Regions from separate parts of the Mus musculus genome. Here region 1 is linked to region 2. A link is a contact called in public HiChIP or PLAC-seq data. All regions are on one chromosome and are shown on one strand. Each heading gives the region's core, a stretch centred on a gene start, on an enhancer-like site or on the middle of the called end of the contact. The rest is flanking DNA. Distances are from core to core; before and after follow the strand shown.

The links. HiChIP or PLAC-seq counts read pairs in DNA pulled down with a chosen protein or histone mark.
Region 1: a contact with region 2 is called in an H3K27ac HiChIP or PLAC-seq map of embryonic stem cells, with 49 read pairs. The contact joins the promoter of Tmem183a here to the enhancer-like site in region 2. A contact is called at or near these places in 5 of 39 promoter capture datasets (embryonic stem cells, epiblast stem cells, erythroid cells and 1 more), 2 of 15 datasets of contacts at CTCF or cohesin (embryonic stem cells and large pre-B cells), 53 of 484 Hi-C or Micro-C datasets (CD8 T cells, DN3 thymocytes, the G1E-ER4 cell line and 31 more), 26 of 115 datasets of contacts at active chromatin or transcription factors (the 230-238 cell line, the HPC-7 cell line, the NIH/3T3 cell line and 17 more) and 4 of 9 other capture datasets (adipose tissue, embryonic stem cells, liver and 1 more).

The regions. Positions count from the first base shown.
Region 1 is chr1:134,357,839-134,363,476 of GRCm38.p6, reverse strand. Tmem183a (transmembrane protein 183A) reads left to right here and starts at 1,478. Exons shown (of 8, transcript NM_020588.2): 1 at 1,478-1,715; 2 at 1,854-1,943; 3 at 2,553-2,720. The coding sequence starts at 1,607.
Region 2 is chr1:134,431,405-134,437,005 of GRCm38.p6, reverse strand. It overlaps Adipor1 (adiponectin receptor 1), which reads right to left. Exons shown (of 8, transcript NM_028320.4): 8 at 3,655-5,476. The coding sequence ends at 5,348. Among named protein-coding and RNA genes, the nearest start is that of Adipor1, 19 kb to the right of the region's middle. Within about 2 kb of position 1,430, at least 26 of the 459 cell types and tissues checked have an H3K27ac peak or open chromatin away from gene starts, as enhancers often do. A contact at or near this core is called in the G1E-ER4 cell line, bone marrow-derived macrophages, differentiating embryonic stem cells and 2 more, where this site is marked.

The DNA of each region.
Region 1 (5,638 bases), core at 229-2,728, 74 kb after region 2:
CATCGCCACCATTCTAACCCCACAACTCTTGACTTTTATGTGGAGGTTGAGAGATGATAAAGTCTTGCCAAGCATTTTTTTTTTTTTTTTTGGCAAGCACTTTCTAGAGTAAGCATTTCCTAGGCCTCCACTTGTTACTTTTTATTGAAATGAGGAATAAAAGACGTATGGGTTCTTTGTTCCTCTAAATTGGCTAAATACTCCAAGAAATCTTGTTTAAGATTTTTTTCAATCAAAATTTGAAAGAGAAATTTTTTTGGTGTAACTAGCATGTTTTTCATTCCAAAGGATTAAAATGAGAGAACATTTCAGCTAAAATCCTTATGTTTTTAAAGCAGTTAGTGGTTTATTAATAGGGCCTGAGTCTCTTGCATCTTTGATTCCCTTTGGACTCCTGGGTGTGAGTATTAAAGAGTGTCACATGAGCAGAGATCTACATGCATGAAAGCCTCATTAAATTTTTACTGGTAACGTGAGATGAGAAGGCTCTGTGCTGACCAGCTGTATTTTGAACTCAACTACAGACATTAATTATGTATACATGGAAAATTATTTAGAACAATTATAGGCTGTTAGACCTTTGCTTCCTGTTATAATTCTAGATAAATTAGAGCATGATTATAACCAATTATGTTGTTTCAGTTATCATTCCCAAGTGATCCAAGCCTTATTCTATGATCCCTGGTGGTAGACTGTTTCATAATTCTAGTAAGTTATGTGGTTTGCTCTTTATGAACTTCTGTGCACAGTACTAGGTAGAATAAAATGGAGACCCCTTTGAGGTGTCTTATAGGGCACTCTCTGAGTAGATCTAGCCAGTTGGGTTGCCTGGGTCAAAAGGACTGTTTCTTAAGCCAGGGACTGTTAACACTTTGGGAGCTGAAAGGGAATTAGAAGAAAAAAAGACACAACACGGGACTTCTCTTTTAATACAAAGGAATTATATGTTCTCATCTATCCTTCTAGAATTTGCTCGGATGATGGTGATGGGAAACCTTTTAAGAATCTCTTCTACTTTGAGAATTCAGACATTTACTCATTTTTCAGGCAGCATCTCTTGTAGCCCAGCTGGCTACGAACCGAGGATGACTCTCACCTTCTGATCCTTTCTCTGTGTTGGGATTACAGGAGTTAGCCACTGATCTGCAGAGAGAATTTCAAAGCCTTTGTAAGCAAAATTATAGCGACCGCTTTGATATTTACGTTCAGGTTACTTGACGTAAGTGGGAAAGAGAGAATGACGAAAACAAGATATATGCAATCTAGATGCTGAAGTGGACCACGATGTAAATTATTAGTTCTAAAGAACGCGGTCTGGAGGACCAAACGCCCCAGAGAAGACGGTGATGAAGACGGTGACAACGCACTCCCCGTCCTACAGCCCGCTCCGCTTTGGGAACCTGGCCTCCGCTGCGGCTGAGGGCGCCGGGTGATGACGTCACCGGGCCCCGGAGGCGATTGGCTCCCCGAGAGGGGCGTCGGCAATCAACGGGACCCAGAGCCCTCGCCGAAGTCCTCGCGATAGCCGCGGCCTCGGTGCGGGGATGGCCGCAGAGCCGGGTGGAGGTGCTCTGCGGCTCCGGGAGCCGGCTCTCGGGGCCGAGACATGGCCCGGGGCTCCGGCCAGCTAGGCGGGCCTCATCGGGACACCGTCACCATGCCCAAGAGAGGAAAGCGGCTCAAGTTCCGGGCCCACGACGCCTGCTCGGGCCGAGGTGGGCGAGGGGCGGGGCCGGGCTGGGCGGCCAAGGCGGGCTGGGCGGCCGGGGCGGGCGCGGCGGGACCCGGCGGGGAGCGGTGGCGGAGACTTTGCCTCGAGTCTGAGGAGGCCTTGGCGCTTTGCTCTGTTTCAGTGACCGTGGCGGACTATGCCAACTCGGATCCGGCGGTGGTGAGGTCTGGACGGGTCAAGAAAGCCGTGGCCAACGCTATTCAGCAGGAAGGTAGGCTTTCGTGGGTCTTTTTAGGCCCAAGCTTTTAAGAGACAGCATTGGGTGTTGTATTTACCTGGAATTGCGTCCCGGTGTTTTTTCTACTGACCTTTGGGTCATGAACGTGTTTGCTCTTCCCACTGTTTACTTTCTCGTTTCGTATCCTGGATGGGATGGGTGTGTGTAGCCAGGATCAGCAGGTTCCGGAGCCGAAATGGTTTTGTTTCCTCTTTGAGTTAAAACCAACTTTGTGACCAGCTGCGGTGGGCATTCCTTTAATCTCAGCATTGGGGAGGCAGAGACAGGTGGATCTCTGTGAGTTTAAGGCTAGCCTGGTTTACCTAGCAAGTGTGAGGTCCTGTCTCAGAAGAACCACCAAACCAAAACAAGAACAAAATCCCACACAACTTTTTGTACTCGTTAATTTCCACTGCCACTCCTTGATACCAGTCCCCCCCCCCTTTTTTTTTTTGGTAGTTTGTGCATATTTTACCATGCAGTTGACTTCCATTTCTTTGGCATATTGGGTTTTTTGTTTTTTTTTTTGTTATGTTTGTCTTGCTTTCAAGATTTTTGCAGATGGGACCAAGTGCGTTTCATTCTCTCCTTGTTTCCTCCTAGTAAAATCTCTTTGTGGCTTGGAAGCGTCCCAGGTTCCTGCCGAGGAGGCTCTTTCCGGGGTGGGTGAGCCATGTGACATCCTGGACAGCAGTGATGAGATGGATGCCCAGGAAGAAAGCACTCAGGAAAGATCAGTCTCCAGAAAAAAGAAGAGCAAGAGACATAAAGGTACGGGTTGCTTTCCTGAGCACTGAGCTCTGTCTGTGGTGATGGATGCTGTCGCTCTTCAATGTGAGGGGAGATCTACAAGGAACTAGTGATTGTCGGTGATAACCTTTTTTTTTTTTTTTTAAAGATTTATTTAGTCTGTGTGAGTACACCATTGCTGTCTTCAGACACACCAGAAGAGGTCATCAGATCCCATTACAGATGATTGTGAGCCACCATGTGGTTGCTGGGAATTGAACTCAGGACCTCTGGAAGAGCAATCAGTGCTCTTAATTGCTGAGCTTTCTCTCCAGCCCCATAACCTTCTTTTCCATGATACAAAAATTAACAGCAACATTAGTTACACTTTTTAAAATTCTGTTAGGGATGTATACATACATATTATATGTGTGTGCGTGTGTGTACACATTTTCCAGAAAATTTCCGACTTAACGTTTTAAGTTTTGTTTATTTACTTTTTTTTTTTTTTTTTGAGGAACTGAATATGAGTGTCTGCATGTATGTGTGTGCTTCACTTGTATGCCTGGCACCCTCAGGTCAGAAGGGGTCGTTAGATCTGTCACTGGAGCTGTGAGTTGGATGGTTGGATGGATGGTTGTGAACTCTGATTTGGGTTCTGAGACCCACCACACCCAGGTCTTTTGCAAGGGCAACAACTTCTAAACCATCTTGGCTTTTCAAGACAATATTCTCTTCTCTTCGCTTCTTTTCTTTCCTTCTCCTTTCTTTTCTTTCTTTCTTCTTTTTTTTTTTTTTTTTCCTTGAGATAGGGTTTCTTCATGTAACAGCCCTGGCTATCCTGGAACTGCTTTGTAGACCAGTCTGGTTTGTAGGTCTCAAATCCACGGAGATATGCCTGCCTTTGCCTCCCAGATGCTGGGTCTTAAGATATAACGTACTTTTTCTGGTCTAATTTCTTTCATATGGCTTAAAAGTATTTAAGGTTCATCCATATGGCATGTGTACCAGCTTTTATTGCCTTTTACTTGACTACTTTGTGTTATGACTTCAGGGATAAGTCTTGCCTGGGTAAATGCTTTCATTTCTAGTAGGTAATGAGTGCATGAAATTTCTGGATTGTATGGCAATCTGTGTGTAAGTTTTTGAGGAATCAGTGAAGTGGCTGTGCCATTTGGTGTTTCTAACAGTAGCATAGGAACATTTTTCCCTCCGAGACAGGGTTTCTCTGTGTAGCCCTGGTTGTGCTAGAACTGACCAGGCTGGCCTTGAACTCAGGGATCTGCCTGCCTCTGCCTCCTGAGTTCTAGGATTAAAGGAGTGTGTCACTATGCCTGGCTTTTCTTTGCTTCTTCATTTTAAATTAAAATATTGCATTATAAGACTCCCTTCACATAGTCAGGATCTAATCACTTACTAGACAAGTGATTTGTGGCATGTACACTCTTGAACATCATTTCTCTTTTATTTTGCTTTATTTTCTCTCTATTAAGGTACATCTACTTTGATTATTTTCTCTTAAAAATAATTTTAAAATTTCTTTGTCTATCTGTTTATTTTGACTGTGTGTGTATAGGGGGTAGGATAACAGAGTTGAGCATACCTGGGTGTAAAGGTGGAGATCAGAGGACAGTGTGATAGTTATCTCCTTCCATCATTGGAGTTCCAGGGAGTAAACTCAGTCAGGTTTGGCTGCAAGCACTGTTATCTGCAAAGCCGTCTGGTTGTCCCTATCCTTTAGTTTTTAATGAAGTCGTTATAACCACTATGCAACAGCTATAAATTCATTACTATTTATGTTTCAATTTTGAGCAATTTCTATATATCATTATCTCTATAATGTTTTAGTGTCATACCCTCAAAAGAGAGATAGTTTTCAAAAATACTATTGTTAGCCAGCAAGTAATCTCAGGAGGTGGAGGCGGACCAGGAGTCCAGGGCCAAGGTTAGCTACATGTTGGAGGCTAATCTGAGTTACATTAGACCCTGTCTGAAGAGCTAAAAATCCAACAGACCCGGAATGTTCCAGAGATCCCTCCATGGTTAAGAGCACTGGCTGCCCTTCAGAAGACCCCTGTGGACCCATCACCCACATGGAGGCTTACGTCATCTGTACCTTTCCTTCTAGTGGAGCCAGTGCTCTCTTCTGTTCTTGGGAGCAGCTATGCAAGCGATGCAGACACACACATGCCTGCCTTTTTCAAGTTGTGTAGTGTTGCGCCATCTCCCTATCCCTGAGACATACAACCTTTAGCTTTAGTCAGCTTTGTAAAAGTCCCGATGAGCCCGGTGTGATGGTGCTTGACTTTAATCCTAGCACTTGGGAGACAAAGGTAGGCAGTTTAAGGCCAGCATGGTCTACATAGCAAGTTTCAAGATAGCCCGGGCTTCAAAGTGAGATCTGCCTCAGAGATAAATGATTATTTAAGATGGTGGCTTTCTGGCGTATGTGTTGTTATTCTAATCTGAGATATGTAGTGAACCTTAGGACTCAAGACAATAAACAGTAATTAGGTCTGAAGCAGGAGGAAGAGACAGGAAGGCTACATTATCAAGTAGGGACTGAAGTACAAGATAACTAGAATGTGGCAAAGGTTGATGCTTGTGTAGCTCAGCTGAGACATAGGTTTGATCCCAACTACATAAAGCCAACATGGTGTCATATACCTACAACCCCAGAATTTAGTAGGTGGAGACAGGAAGATAAGATGTTCAAGGTGTACTATCAAGTTGGCAAGCCTGACCTACCTGAGACTCTGCCTCAAAACAAACATACAAATAATAAAAATGAAAACTAGAACATGTGTAGAGTGTTGATTGTGAATATATGCTATAATTTACCTTTTCTGTTGTTAAGGTTATTTAGTTTCATTGTTCTTTTTAATATACCTTTTTAAAAAAACTAAAAAAATGGGTTTTGAGGTTTATTTATTTTTATTTTGTGTGTGTGGGTGTTTTGC
Region 2 (5,601 bases), core at 181-2,680:
TGAGCCACAGCTAAGATCAGATGACTCTGTTGGGAAAGACAACACAGCGAATGAACAAAGACCAGGCCAGCCTGGATAAGAAGGGTCCTACAAGTAGTTAACTCCTCAGGTGCTGCAGAACATCAGGACTTAAGCACATGAGTCTTATTTCTCACTTCCCACGTGGGCTGATTCTCCTGGGGAACACATCCACATAGGTAGCAGGCAAGCTGGGGACTCGACAGCTTTACACGTTTTTCATTCTCCCACAGCACACTGTTAAGATCTTTCTTATTTAAGAGCTTTGACATCCCCAAATCATATACTAAAACCAAATCTCCATGTGAAAAAAGATTCAAAAAGTTTACTAACTTCATAGAAGGGTTGTCGTTCAGTATAATTCAGAAATAATCCAGTTTTTAAATGAACACAAACCTCTTTTAAATCTTCCAAAGAAAACTTCATGGGGTGTGGGGAGGTATTTCTATTTACATTCAAATTCCTACAACCAAATAAATACATAATCATCTCCCTAGTAATAAAAAGGGGACACAATAACCAGTTCCAACCACGTGGATAACAGTGACTTACTGATAATAAAGCAGGTAAAAATATAACAAATTAACAATCTGGGCAGTAACGCTGCTCTATTCACTCTTATTAATAAGAGATATACTAAAATTCCAGGTGATTTTTATCCAAACCTTACAAGACCACTAGTTTCCAACGGTAACATTATGGGGTTTTTTGTTGTTTTAAAGTCAAACGGACTCAATATTAGAGCCAAAAAAAAAAAAAAGAAAGAAAAGAAAAACCCTCTTTGGAGGCATAATAGTCTATTTCAGAACATGCTGTATTTGCTAAAAATACTAAAGGACATACCTTTAAATTTTATGTTAGAAGTCCAGTGTGGCGGTACATGGATTTAGTTCCAGTACCAGGGAGTCGAGGCAGGTGGATCTATGTGAGTCTGAGGCCAGCCTGGTCTATAAATCAAGTCCAGAACATTGAAACCTGACTCAAAAAAATGAAAACAACAACAACAACAAAACAACCCAAAAAACTGACAAACAAAACAAAATGTTGAAAGACAGGATATATTGATAAAGTGTTAATTGAAAAAGAAAGACAATTTGTAAGGAGTCGTAGCACATACCTTTGATCCCAGCACTTGAGAGGCAGAAGATGAATCCCCATGAATTTGAGGCCAGTCTGATCTACATAGCAAATTTCAGGCCAGCCAGGGCTGCAGAGTTAGACCCTGTCTCAAAAACAAAACAGAAACAAAACACCCACAGAACCAAAACCCAACAAAGAAAGTCTAAAAAGTGGGACTTGGAGCTGGAGAGAGTTCAGTGGGTCAGAACACTTCCTGTTCTTTCACAGGACCTAACTTCCTGGCACCCCACCCGCTGGTTCTCAACCATCTGTAACTCCAGTTTCGGGGAATCTGACTCCCTCTTCTGGCTTCCCTAGGTACTACACGTACATGGCAGATACGTGTGCACTCACTCATATACATAAAGTAAAAGTAAAAAAAAAAAAAACAAACAAACAAACCCAAGTTATAACCTGTGGTGGCTATTCCTGGTTGTCAACTTGACTCTATCTGGAATGAACTGTAGTCCAGAAGTGGAGGGCTCACCTGTGACCCAGATCTTGAGGCTGGAAGATACAAGTTTCTGACCTGGATCTTGACATGGAGATCTTGAGGCACAATGGCCATGAAAAGCTTAGTAAGTAATTCCAGGAGACTGAGGCAAGCAGACCTCTGAGTTCAAGGTCAGCCTGGGACAAAGCAAGTCTCAGATTCCAGGGGTGGTGGTAAACACCTTTAATCTGGGCTACACCTTCTGTTGGAGGCCTACATAAGGGTATTGGGAGAAGGAAGACTCACTCTATACCTGCTTGCACCTACTAGCCAGCACATCTGTGGGAACCTACTTCTACAGAAGAGCAGCTCAAACAACTAACCCGAGGGACTGAGCAACTACTAGATTCTTGGACTTCCCATCCACAGCTGCCCATTGTTGGGTTAGTTGGACTAGAGAGTGTAAGCCATTACAATAAATTCCCTCAATCTCTCAATATAGAGACCTTCCATAAGTTCTGTGACTCTAACCAACCCTGACAAACACATGATCTGAAAGACTTTAAAGGCCCATGTTTTCTGATGAAATGAATCCTCAGGGGTCCCATAGTACAGTTAACAAGAATTGAAAACAAAAATACTAAACAATACCTGTGTTATGGGAAGTAGATGAAAGAGTAGATTGGAGCCTCCTTTTCTTCTCTGACAATAGAATGTTATGTTCACAAAATCTATAGAATCCTGACTTCTCACAACTCTGGTTTCCTATTTGTATCTCTGTCGCTACTATTTAGTACATGGAGAAAGGATAATTTTGTTGGGTAAAATTTAGAACTACAATTCTAATTTCTTCTGTAATGACTGGAAATTTGCTTCCCCCAACTAGTATCTGATCATAGTAAAATAAGCAAATGAAATCACTTGTCATAATTATCTGTACACGAAAGGCTGTTCCCTAAGATGAGAACTGGCTACTCCCCATGAGGTTGTGGTTATAGAATCCAACTGACCAGAAGACTAAAATATTAAGCCGGGCATGGTGGTGCATGCCTGTAATCCCAGCACTTGGATCTCTGCGAGTTCAAGGCCAACCTGGTCTACAAAGTGAGTCCAGGAGAGTCAGGAGTACACAGAGAAACCCTGTCCTGAAAATAATGATAATTTCAAATATTACAAATAGCAAATAAATGTATTTCATAGACTATAAATGACAGATGAAGAGGAGACTTACACCTGGGATAGGGTGTGATTTTTAGAGGGTGTGGTGAATGCCTGTAATCCCAGGATTAAGGAGGTAGAGGCAGGAGAACCAAGAGTTCAAGACCATCCCTGGTTCACATCCAGTGTGAGGCCTGACTCTAACTATGCTATGCACTTGGAGGGAAACGGTTTCTTCTTTTCTGTCTTCTTCACTTGAGACCAGATCACAGTGTTGGCCCTGGTGGAGCGGAGGTGAGACGCATGCACCGCCACACCCTCCTTTGCCCCTTTGCTTTTAATTTCTATTCCCTGGGTTATCACTTGAGACTAAGAAACATTTTGTTTCTTGGCCTAGGTGAACTGTTTCTGTTTTTGTTTTGGAGACAGGGTCCGTGTAATCTTAGCTGTCCTAGAACTCACAGACTTTTCTGCTTCTGGCTCGGCTGCTATTAAAGGCGTGTATCACCATGCTGGGCTAAATTGTTTCTTCAAAGGATCACTTGTCCTCAGTTGAAACTTTGTACATAGTGTTATACAGTTACACTGTGTGATTCCTGGCTCCCCCCCTCCCCCCCCTTATGTGCTGAGTCACTACCAGCTTACACTACCCAATGAATTGAACCTCTTAATCAGGTTCAGTATAATTCACAAAGGCACGAAATAGTAAGTTACTCTTTGGTGAGACAATCACAGTAAACAAGGTGGGCTTCTGCAGGTAGGTGGGTGGGTGTATATGAAGGAGTACAGACATTCAGGCCAATACCCTCAAGTGTTGAGGCCGGCCAGTGGCCCACATGTCTGGGTTCTAGCCTGGAAGGCATCTTGGAATCTGGAAGAGAAGAGGGAACTAGGCGGCGCGGGAAAGAATGGAACCAAGACATCAGTTTGATCAAGGTTCAATTTTACTATTCAGAGACACTGGGTTATGAAGAAGGGGGAGGGGCCCATTCCAGCCAAATCATCCTTGGAGTCCAGTTTCAGGTGACCTCAAGTCGGCTCCGGAACCGCTAGAAGGCAGGCAGTAGCAGTGGGAGTGGCAGACCGATAGGGTGGCAGGCTCCACCCCTGATGCTCTCCTAGCACTAACAGTCAAACCTGATCAGCCAGATTTCAGGCCGAGGAGGGGAGGTTACACTCAAGAATTGTTCTGGAAGCACTGTCCGATTCCCTGAAACTAGTCAACTATGCAGGTTTGCTGCGTAGGGAGCAGTGATCTACCTGCCTGAGCCCTCAGCTCTGAGAGCACAATCACATGCCGCCTTCCCTGGTTTCTCTCCAGCGAGCAGTAACTGAATGATTCTCTAGCACCAACAAGGTAGTGTTACTAAAACTAAGTTCTAGGGTATGCCTCAACACTGGAGACTCTCATAGTCTATACTAGGCAGTGGTGCCACATGCCTTTAATCCCAACACTTGGGAGGTGGATGCAGGGGGATCTCTGAGAGTTTGAGGCCAGCCTGGTCTACAGGGTCAGTTCTAAGACAGCCAATGCTACACAGAGACCATGTCTCGAAAAACCAAAAATACTATGGTAACACAGTGATTTTCCTTTCTGAGACAGTCTCATGTATATACCAATCTCCTTGGTATTGGTGTTATAGGCATGACCTACCATTCCTGGTTTATCTGATAATGGTGACGAAACCCAGGGCTTTGTGGGTGCTAGGCACACACTCTACCATCTGAGGGACACTAATCAGGAGTCTGTATGGTACTAAGTTGTATTAGAGATGAGAGGTTAGGAACTGAGTTATGCTCATTCGCTGACCACACCCGTCTCACTGCTGGTATGATTCCGATTTGTATCTCAGTAGAAGCTGAGTCCTCAGAAACCTCGAGCCTCAGGAGTTGTGTGCAAACAGTGGAGACAACACAGTTAACTCTTTGAATGCCAAGCGTTGTCTATACTTTCTTTTATTATCACCATAGTCTTTGCATCAAGATACATAGCAGTGATAGCAGGTTTCTTTTTAAAGCTTAGTATTAAATATTAAATATCTTCCCCATTTTAATTTTACATTACTCTGCCAAGAAAAAAAAAAAAAAGGATTTAAACTCAAGTTATTTGAAGCCTGGACGTACTTCCATGATTAGCCGGGCTACATCAAGGCGTGGCTTTGTTTGTCCTAGAAAGATGGGACCAGGTTATAATTGTTTCTGAAAAGTGTGCTACAAAAATGGATGGCCCGTTATCAGCCAGGTTACAAAGTAAGGACGGGGGTAAGGGGGGGATATTTTCTTCAAGAAAAAACAAAACATAATTTCTGAAGAATCCCAGTTCATAATTTTTTTTTTCCCAAAATGGCTGGAGGAATGGGTAAAATCTCAACATGAGCTCCCACGTCCTATCTGTGAAGGAGCAGCAGTTGCCTTGCCGAGGTGACTGCCGGGAATGCACATGGGAAGTGTACTGCCCGGACGGAGGCTGGGACAGTGAGCTGACATGTCACTGGTACTGACTTCTCTAAGAGATTTCTTCTAGAAACAGACAACTCAGACTCTTCCTCATACTTCAGCAAAGAAGTTATTTTTAAAAGCACTTGGGAAGTCCCTCCTCCACCCCTCAGGTGGGGAGGCTCAGAGAAGGGAGTCGTCGGTACAGCCACCTTCTAGGCCATAACGGAATTCCTGAAGGTTGGACACACCATAGAAGTGGACGAAAGCTGCTGCCACCACCAGGACGTGGAAAATCTGATGAGACTGGAACTGTGGGAACAAACAGAGACCCACCTTTAGGACAGAGGAGTTGGAGGAAACATTTGCCTCTTCTGCTTTCTCCATAAAAACTGTTTACGTCATAAAAATGATACTTGTTCTAGAGCATTATAAGA